Linked DNA regions of Gasterosteus aculeatus: region 2 is linked to region 1. Evidence: chromatin contacts called from public Hi-C data. All regions are on one chromosome and are shown on one strand. Each heading gives the region's core, a stretch centred on a gene start, on an enhancer-like site or on the middle of the called end of the contact. The rest is flanking DNA. Distances are from core to core; before and after follow the strand shown.

What was found. A called contact is a pair of places that touch in the nucleus more often than the background predicts.
Region 2: a Hi-C map of whole body shows a contact between it and region 1, with 6 times the contacts expected there. The contact joins the promoter of LOC120816084 here to the enhancer-like site in region 1. A contact is called at or near these places in 5 of 6 Hi-C or Micro-C datasets (liver, skeletal muscle, tail fin and 1 more).

The regions. Positions count from the first base shown.
Region 1 is chr3:15,987,813-15,992,776 of fGasAcu3.hap1.1, forward strand. The region is part of intron 2 of pard3ab (par-3 family cell polarity regulator alpha, b); the gene reads left to right. Among protein-coding and RNA genes, the nearest start is that of LOC144405546, 3.2 kb to the left of the region's middle. Within about 2 kb of position 2,754, at least 1 of the 9 cell types and tissues checked has open chromatin away from gene starts, as enhancers often do.
Region 2 is chr3:16,193,289-16,198,252 of fGasAcu3.hap1.1, forward strand. LOC120816084 (integrin beta-1) reads left to right here and starts at 2,625. Exons shown (of 16, transcript XM_040171403.2): 1 at 2,625-3,021. It overlaps LOC120816082 (neuropilin-1a), which reads left to right. Exons shown (of 18, transcript XM_040171398.2): 18 at 1-587.

The sequences.
Region 1 (4,964 bases), core at 1,504-4,003:
CGCCTGGTTTGGTGCAACTGAGGTGTTTGTCTCCCCGTCTGCGGCTTTCGCGTGCGAGCGCTGCTTTGCACGCAAAGTTACTTCCCCGACTGACTCTCTCTGACTGACAGCCGGGAGGTCGCAGGGTCACATTGTGTACTTTGGTCAAATGTCAGGAGATTCCCTCGAAAGACGGAGAGTGGTTGGAGTGTATTCCCCCGAGACGTGGCTACTGACATGAGGTCCCCCGAGGACCCGTCACAGCGATGCCCCTCTGTCACCTGCAGACGGTGGGATCCACCTCGGCTCTGTTGTCCTCTGATAAGAACCAGAAACTCCGTCAGTTCACGCTGAAGAAAACCTTCCGAATCAGCAGCTGTTGCGTTTGCAGCGACAGACTGACGGGAACGTAAACCTTCGTGTCCGCAAGTCGGTCCAGTGAACGTCTTGTGAATTATTTATCGTTTCTTTCAGAAGAGCAAAAGAAGTTGTGTTGATGGTGTGTAGAAAAGAGTCTGAGGGAGATGTTCTCACAGTTTTAAAGAATAAATATCAGACAGATGATTCAACTGTTTAAGGGGAACAGGGAGGGAAGGATGAAGGCTGCATGATATATGAGCGAGCATGGACACCACAAAACCTGACTGGTGATCTCAGGCACCTCCCCCCCCCCCCACACACATGGGCATTTTTATTAGCCTTTGCACAGAGAACATGAAGCTCTCAGGAAAAGTGGCGGCTCGGACTCACTTAATGACTTAATGTTTATTCCAGATGCCATCTTTCCATCATCAACGCCCCCTCCCCCCCCCCCCCACACACACACACACACACACAAGCAGCATGATACTGACCTTCAATGACCTCGATCACTGGCAGGAATCTGCTAGTTGGAAGTTCACTTTTTGGGGATCTAGAAGTGGAAAAAAGATACGGTCCAAGCCTCTAAATCACTGTATTGGCTCTGTAACACTGCAGGTAACCATAGCAACAGCACAATGAATGATGGCTTGAGAGCCGGCAGCCTGCACATTTGATTTGGACAAATTGAAATTGATTTGCGACACACACTTTCCAGCACCGTTACACACACACACACAGAGACAGACACACATACCCAGGTGTCCGGTGACATGCTCGCCCTCCTGCAGCGATGACACGACCCTCAAATGTTGCTCCCTGGGTCGTGCATTTGCCACATTCCTGTGTGTGTGTGTGTGTGTGTGTGTGTGTGTGTGTGTGTGTGTGTCTGGGTGTGCCTCACAGCTGCGCACGCTGCTACTCCCTCACTGTCAGATCTGACCCCAGGTCAGCCGGTGCCAGTGTGTGTGTGTGTGTGTGTGTGGGACAGACGCTGCTGCAGCTGATCAAACGATGTATGATTTGGTTTGCAGTTTGACTTCTAATTCACTCCGTAATGTTGTTTTGCGTGTAATATAATTTGAATAAATTCTTGGGAAAGGACTTCTGGTTCTTCTGTTTGTGTGCGTTTGCGCTCAACCACAAAGACGTCCTGGACTGAACTGAAACTGAACACAGACACACACACACACACACACACACACACACACACGCGCAGGCTGTCAGGAGGGCCCGTGAGGTTACATAAACCCAGAGGAGTTTCTTAAAACAACTCAGGCGGGTTACTAGTGACGTGTGTGTGTGACACTGCTGCTTTCTCTAAGCTGCTCTGCGTACATCATAAATAATAATAATGTATTTAAAGAGTGAATCAAAGGATGATAATTGTTAACTCTGCAGTTTACTCACCATAAATCTCCCAGCATGCACAGGGTGGTTCATCCTAGACAAAGTGTTTGCTCGGATCGAATGTCGCGTCTCTCATTTGGCCCGCCTTGTTTCGTCTGTGGTTGATATTGATTTTTTCGGGGGAGGGAGGGTGGAGGAGAAGGAGTCTTTTTGCGTCGGCGGGAGGGAGGAGCGATCCTGTGATTAATGACTCTTTAAGACTCTTTTACCTGCTGGACGGCTCCTCCTGCTCCCCGTGAGCACAGCTGGCGTTGAGCTGGAGGAGCCACGTGAGCCCGAAGGCCACGGCTCTCCGGGGGCCTTCTAGGGACTTCTTCTCCAACAGCAACATGGCCCGGGGTGGACGAGAGGGCAGACACGCGTGGACTCGCTGCTGACCCCGCGCTTCACCCGGACTTCCTGGTTCGTTCCGGTTTACTTCCTGTGAACCTCCGCCAGGGTGATTGTCTCTCATCGTCCCCCTCGCAGGGCGAGCAAGCGTTCGCGATGACCTCATTTATTCCAGGCTCGCGTTTCTCCCGCCCTCCCATCCCCCTTCCCCCCTCTCTCCAGCCTCCTAACGAGAACAAGATGACAACTTTATAGGAGATTCGTCCGGGTGACACAGAAACTCTGAGACCAACCGCCCCTCTCACAGGCTGCAGCTAAATTATATATATATGTATATATATATATATATATATATTTGTGTGTCTACGGTTGGGATCCAACTTAGAATTTATCGATTTCTAGTAACCGATTGCCGTGTATTTATCCAATCAATTTGGTAACCACGGTAACACGTGGACGCTGTGGTTGTGTCCGACTCTCTGTCCTCTGCCCGTTTATTGATTCCGTTAAAAGATCATCAGCAGCGACCAAAAAGCACGTGCACGGCCGCGTTAGTCATCAGCGGTTGGAGGTGTTTTTGAACAGTGGCGGTTGCTATGACGACTGCCCCTCTGCACCCAGGCTCCAAAGCCACGCTGTGGTTATTAGATTTCTAGATAAAGGTGCTTTTTGTAATCATTACTCACACACGCTTCAGGTTTCACCCACACAAACGAGTCATGATTACACACGCGTGTGTGTGTGTGTGTGTTTTAACATGCAGTTAATGCACTTCCACATTGGATGCTGTTGCACAATTGAGCGCCCCCCTCCGTCCGGCCCACGGCGACCATGAACGCACCCGTTAGCGGTGAGATAACCGTCTGCAGGGCCGTCGTCTTCTTCTGTGGTCTCCCTCCTCCCTACAGTCAGGGCTCAGGGACCAGAGAACCCACAACACCGTACGTGGACCTTACATTAACCTTCGTACGAACATGTATGTATGCATACATACATGTATGTGCCGATGGACCCTCGGACAGACACTGCTCCCGTAGCGGTGACCACGAGGTGTGAACGTTCGCTCCCTAACAGGTGTGCGGTCGCTCCTGTCATCGGGGTGTGAGCGGGTGAACGATGACGTGAAGCGTTAAAGTGCTTTGAGTGCGATACAAGTACAGTCCATTTACTATATATAAGAAATATAAATACATATGAGAAGCTGTATAAACAGCTGGGACATTCACAGGATAGCAGCACCACTGATTTTAGCTTGGATTTGCTCCAGCAGTGGGAGCTCCTTCACCAGCGAGGCGACTAAATAAGGACCGATCGGAGAAAAAAAAGCTGAATCTGTGGAGCGCCGCTCTCAGGACGTCCCGAACCTTTTTAGTGCTGATAGCTTTCAGTAAGCCGACCGGCTTGTTCCATGTGTTCACCGATGCTGAAGTGGGTGAAAACCCACAAAGCGAACTTTGTGTGAATGAGCGACGCAAACGAGTGAGGAAATGGCAACCAGGAAGAGATCCAAATGTCTTGATTGACTGACACCCCAAAAACATGTTCCGTTCACTGCGGAGAGGTTGAGACGGGGAAGGGAAAAGCACAGATGTTGCTGAGGCGGGGGGTGAGGAGGTGAGGGGGGGGGGCTTCAAGGCCTTTTATCTTAATTGTGGTGGGAAAAGTGTCAGGAGGAGACAAAGACCATGTTTGAGGAATCAACAGGAGGTTGAGGATTATAGCGGCTCACAACAGATGATTGTGTGTGTGTGTGTGTGTGTGTGTGTGTGAGAGAGAAAGATAATGAGATTACAACCCCCCCCTTCCCCACCCCCCATCCATCTATTCTCTTCACTCCTGTCTGTTCTCCACTACGACGCGTCCTGATTGGCTGATCGGGGCCCTGAACCCACGTTGCAAAGTGTGATTCACGTCTGAATCCCATCAGTGACCCGTCGACTTGTCGACTTCTCATGAACTCCCTCTCATGACTCCCCCACGTATGAAACTAAAAGCCTGCGTGACTGTGAAGAGGAGGAGAAGGCCTCTTCTGCCCCCTAGTGGCCGCGCGGCAGCAGTGCAGCAGCCTCTCCTTTAGTGACCTGTGACCTCTTGCCTGGGCTCTGTCCCAATGCAGACTCCTTCCTGCTGGATCTAAGCGTCGTACTGGGCCGGGCCCTGAGTTAATTGGGAGAAATGGAACCTTTACTTGGTGTATTTCATATTTTTACAGGGTAATCGGCAGGTTCTTGCGTCCTCGGCAGTAGGCTGTTGGTGTTTGGTGTTTGGAGGCCGTACGTGGCTCATCAATGATTTGTTAACACCCAGGAAAACACATCAAGAACCTCGCTCTCTCTTTGACACCCCCTCTCTCCCAGTTTGGTTCCCACCACAGTGACTCAGCCCGCCCAGTTGTGGTCTGTGGGACCAGGAAGTGGGGTGCGTGTCCATTTCTCTCTCTGTGTGTGTGTTTTATTGTTCCAAAGTATGTGTTCTGTCTGCATCGTCTCTGAACTCGACAGACTGTAAACAAGCAATAACATCATAACATGTGAATGTGGAGCTGGTCAATAAAGGCCATTCATTTGACCGCTGACATGATGGATCTGTAACTGTTGCTTTCTGCAGAAATGAATTTGTCATTTTGGATATTTCCTTGAAATATTTACAAGTACGCGGTGTTCCTTTTAGGTCCTGATCAGGTTTACACACTTGACTGTGCTAAAGGAACCAGTGTGCGATGTCGCTTGTAAGGGTCCTAAAAAAACAAAGGAAAGCTACCACCTTATGGGATAATACTTTCTAAAAAGGTCAATTATATATAATTGACATATTACAGATCAATTATAAGTGATAAATGTTTCCCCACACAGAGCCACAGCTCCAACTAAACCGGTTGCCGTGGA
Region 2 (4,964 bases), core at 1,375-3,874, 210 kb after region 1:
AGAAAGGATGCTGCGGCACTACGCGTGAAAACAAATGATGCACTGATATATTTAAAAAGAAAAAAATGAATCTTGTTGTTTATGATGTTGATTTATGAAAAGAGGGAAAGACAGAAAGGGAGGGGACGGTGTTATCGTTGATTCTTTTTAACTGTTATAACTCTGTAGAAGTACAATTTACGGAGATGTTTTTCAATCTCGAAAAAGCTTATATGCGTCTCTTTGAAACGTAACAATTTTATTCACTTGGTATAATATCACCTTGTTTTGTACCGTCACTGATGTACGTGTTATCGTTTTATTCTTTGTTTTCTTTGTATGACGAGAAGAATTGTTTTTTTTCTAACTGCTTCTGTAATTTCTTTGCTGTCTCAGATCCAGAAAAAAAAACGAAAAGAAAGGAAATATGGAAGTAAAAAAAAAAAAAAAGAAATAGGAAAAAGCAGTGAGGCCTTAAGTGACTAAAAGTATTGTTTGTACTCCGACTTCTGGTCAGCACCCAGACTCATCCGTCTCTGTTGTCTCGGACTCTGATCATTGACTATTACATTCCAAAGAATTGGATCAAATAAATGTTTTAAGTAAAAGCCGCTGTGCTGTTTCTGTCCTCGCGCTCAGAGGCCCCGTTTCACGACCTCTGCTGGTTTCTGGGAATGGAGGTGGTTTGATTTGCCTCGTGAGGAAATAGTCCCGCTGTTCTTTGGATTTCCCTGATTAACGGGCGTGTTTGTTAAATAAATACATTAAGCTGTTCAATTCAACGAAACTGATTTGCACTTAATGGACGGATTACTAAACTCCCCTGGTTTTAACCCAGAAGACTCCAAATAACCACAAGGAAGCACTTCAGGTAGACCCAAAAAAATACAAAGACATTAGATGTCGAGCCATAAGATGTCCACCAAGAGACTCAAGACGAAGATCAAAGTGTGCGTCCTGCTTCCAAATGTTTCTCCTGGTCGTCCCGTTAACTTCCTCCAGAACGGTGACCTTCGTTCTGACAACGGTTCCCTAATTGCACGTCTTTTAAAACCTTTTTTTTTTTTCTTTAACTCTTTTTCACTACATTTCACCTTTTTTTCTTTTAGCTCCTCTACCTTTTCCCAATGCATTGTGGGTCTACAGAGCAGATCAGCAACGCTCTGATCTCATGAGAACTTCGGTGCAGGTGAGGTATGTGGTGCTCTAATTGGTGCCGAAGCGCCAACACACGTTTATTTTCGTCACAACAATTGGTCATATGTTATAATAAATAATAAGCTCTTTAAATGGTTGTTACCCGTCTTGTGCGTGACAATTCATAACAAGCAGGCGGCAAACTTTCTTCCCTCTTCAGAAACTCTTAAGGGGGGAAAAGGGAAAAGGCAAAGCAGGAGCGTGAGCCTCGGCCTCACTAAAGCGTTTGGGACTCGTTCTGGAAGTAGAGCAGCGTGCATAAACTCTCCCTGAGCTTATTATCACAAGTATGTGGCGGGTATGATTCTGGAGGAAATGGAGACGGAGACTTGGTGTGTCATCAGTCCAGCTGGCAGCGTCAGCTGTTTCGTATTCATCACACATTTCACTGTGATCACAGAGGCTAAAATGGGGGCGCTGGTCATCGGCTCACTGATCTCATTATTCATTTTTCCCATTTGGCTTTTCCTTCTGGTTTTCCACCAAAATGCTTGCAGGTGACATTTAATCACAGCGTTTTCCTTGCTTATCCACATCTTGTGTTAAATTTCCGCTTGCTTCAAGTTGGTATGTTCAGTTGTACGTATCACACTGCAAGCCTGCATTGCATGAATGAAGGAACTTCTACTTAAGTGAAATATTCAAACACCGGGATGCAAGATGCCACCGAATTACTAACTAATCATTTTAATTCATTCATCATCCAACTCATCATTTTTACTCTCTTTGCTGCTTCTTCAGAAAGGTTTGGCTGCACAGAATGAAGCTTTACTGACAGACTCACTTGTGGGTTAGTGGGAGTGGAGGTTTGAGGCGAACCTGTCTGCTCCAGTCCTCCGGGACTGAACTTTGTCACACAGGTGAGTGACAATAGCAACTTGGCCAAAAAACAGAAAATACATTTTACGGCTCTTTGGTGGGTTTTGTGAGGCACATTTGGTGTAATAAAAAACAAAAGCTAAACGCGGTAAGCATCTGTACTCACCTGCTGCACTAAAAGTACCTTTTTGATGGGCGTGATTTATCTTTAACTTGGTAACTGCAAAATTGTGACTCAAAGTCAAACATTTGATGATCCAATAGAATATGACTTAAAGCCCTGGTGTTGATTACATTATCTAACCGTATATAAAGCAGTTGACATAAGCAAAGGTTTTGACACCAACAGCAATAAAATGCAACACACCGCAGTAATATCAATACAGATAATAATAAATAATAATATAACACTTAACTACTCGGCGTGCAGCCTGATTTTAACACTTTAAGTAGGACTGCTGATACATACTTTTCATTATATTAATAAACTTGTTCTTGAGTGTGCGCGGGCGTGTTACTTGGAACCCGTTCACCGCATCGGAGGTGAGGAAGGGTTCACCGCGGCCAGGTGCGCTTGTTCCTTCACCCGCTGCGTGCCGCTGCTATTCCTGTGTAGGCGGGGTCTAAACTGGCAAGAAGACGCTCGTTGGCCCGGGGCGCAAAAAAAAAAAAAAAAAAAAGGAGGAGGAAAAAAAATAATCGACCCCGCAGCAGCCGCACCGGGCGGTAACGTGTTCGGGCGAGCCAGTTGACTGTTAACGTCCTCCAGTCGTTAATATACGGTGGTGGTCGGTAAAGCACCGTCAGCCGTTACCGCGCGCTGAGTGGAAACGTGACGCGCAGCAGTCGGCGGAGCGGCACGCGCTGCCGGATAAAACAAAGCGGACCCTTATAACAGTTTCCAGCTAACGTTCGGTCCTCGTCTCGGCAGCTGTTTTTTTTTCTTCCTTTTCTTTAAAAGAAAACCGTTTTTCGGCCCGATGTTACTATAAATCAACGGACATCGCGGTTTAGCATCAACACACGGTGAGTGTTCTTTATATCCAACTCCTATTCTTTTTATCTTCCACGTTGGGCGACTGCAAGCGAGGAAAGCGGAGAAGCGAGGAATGTTTTCTTCGGTCTTCGGGGCGAACTTTGGGTGTGGGAGACGGTACGTGTGTTAGCTTCCTAGCTAGCGGTCGAAACGCTCCATAGAATGCGCGTGGTTTCCCCTCTTCAGAGCGGCATTTCTACAACGTGGCTTTAAGCGTTTTCTTCTTCTTCCAGGCGGAACCCCCCCCCCCCAGCCCGTCCCTTAACACACCCGAATGTGGGTTCTGAACAGAGAGTAGGCCGCGAACCAAAGTAACGTTCCGAACCACCCGAAACCAGTGGGATACTCACGGTAGCTGTTTAACCCAAAGTCAGAACCGCCACAGAGGACGTGACGGTTCTCACCGCGTTTCAAACTGACTAAAAACGAGCTTCTGTTCTCTTGGGTTTTCTTCGCCAAAAAGTTTGTCTTTGTGACACTTTGTGCTGTTTCCCCCCCCTAAAAGGACACATTCACACGCAGTTTTTGGGGTCAATGTTTCACAATCGAACATCAAGCTCTTTAAGTTTCTCCATTTATGAGGGGGGGTTGTTTTATTGCTGAGAACTTCAATCGTCCCTGAAGTGGAGACTGTATTTCACAACTGAATGCTGCTAAAGTACATTTGGCCTACACGGTTGTTCTCTGCTCATGATGCCTTTTTTAGGGCACAGTATTCACAAAGAACAAGAGAAAAACACAACCCCCCCCCACTCCTTTTTTTTTTCCTACGACAAAGGCCGCACACATTGAAGACCGACCTGCAAAAGGAGATCTAAAAACAAACCACAGATGACCAGAATTGGTCTTGATTGGTAAACCAGGAACTTGGGGCATCTTGTTGGGTCTCGCTCACAGCTCTGATTCAGGACCGTCGACCGTGCAGAATGTCGGCCTGACAAGACCGGTCTCGCCTGCCTCGTTCACTTCCTGTAAAGGAATTGTATCCCGAGGGAGTGTTTTTTTTCTTTGCTCACTTGTTACTCAGGAAGAGGCTTAATGTGTTGAACTAGTCATCTGTGTCCACCGAGGCCTGAATGAAACGCCGGCCCGTCTTTGCTTACAGAAGAAATCCTAATGACACGGCAACGTGCGTTTGATGGCGAGGGGCGTTCGTGCTCGTGGCCCGTGATAATACACACCAGGCCTGGTAATTGTGGAGCGGAGACGAGCCTGCAGACCGGAGCAGGCTCCCCGCAGACCGCTGACTCACTTCCCCTAGTTACCTTGTTGTGGTGTTTTAAACAGAGGGAGCAGCGAAGGGCGAGGAGCGTCTGGGGGAGTTTGGAGGGTCGCTCACTCGACTCCCTCGCGCCCCCCCCCCTCCTGTGACTTGTCAGATATGAGTCACGGATGACGTGGCCTCCCGGTGACGGTCACAAGAATCATCCAGGATGGGGATGTTTGTAATGTTCACACAAGCAGCTGTCCCTACATGGCCCCGTCCTCCTGTGGTCCTCAGAGCAGAGAACAAAGTGGACGGGATGATGTGGTGAAACACCTGAGACGATATTTCTTTGTCTCTCTTGAAAGTACAGAATATTGAACAAAAACATCAGTTCTTGGGAATTGAGACACAAGTAACTGTCAGAAAACTGAATATTTTATGTAATTTATCAAATCTATAGAGATGTCAATACCACTCTATAACCCTTGACCATCCCAAACAGGGATTTATTTAAGACTAATCCAGCCTGAGGAAGTGTGTAAAAGAGACATTTTTATTGATTTAAAAATGTCCTCGTACTCGCTCTACACGGAACTGACTCGGCTCAGGTTGGAAAAAAAGTGGGAAAAGATTCCCCATCTTTCAGTGACGTAGTTTATTTCCCCTTCGACATAGTATGGAGGCAGTTAGGATGGAATGTGTTACCTCATCTCTCTGAGGACCGAT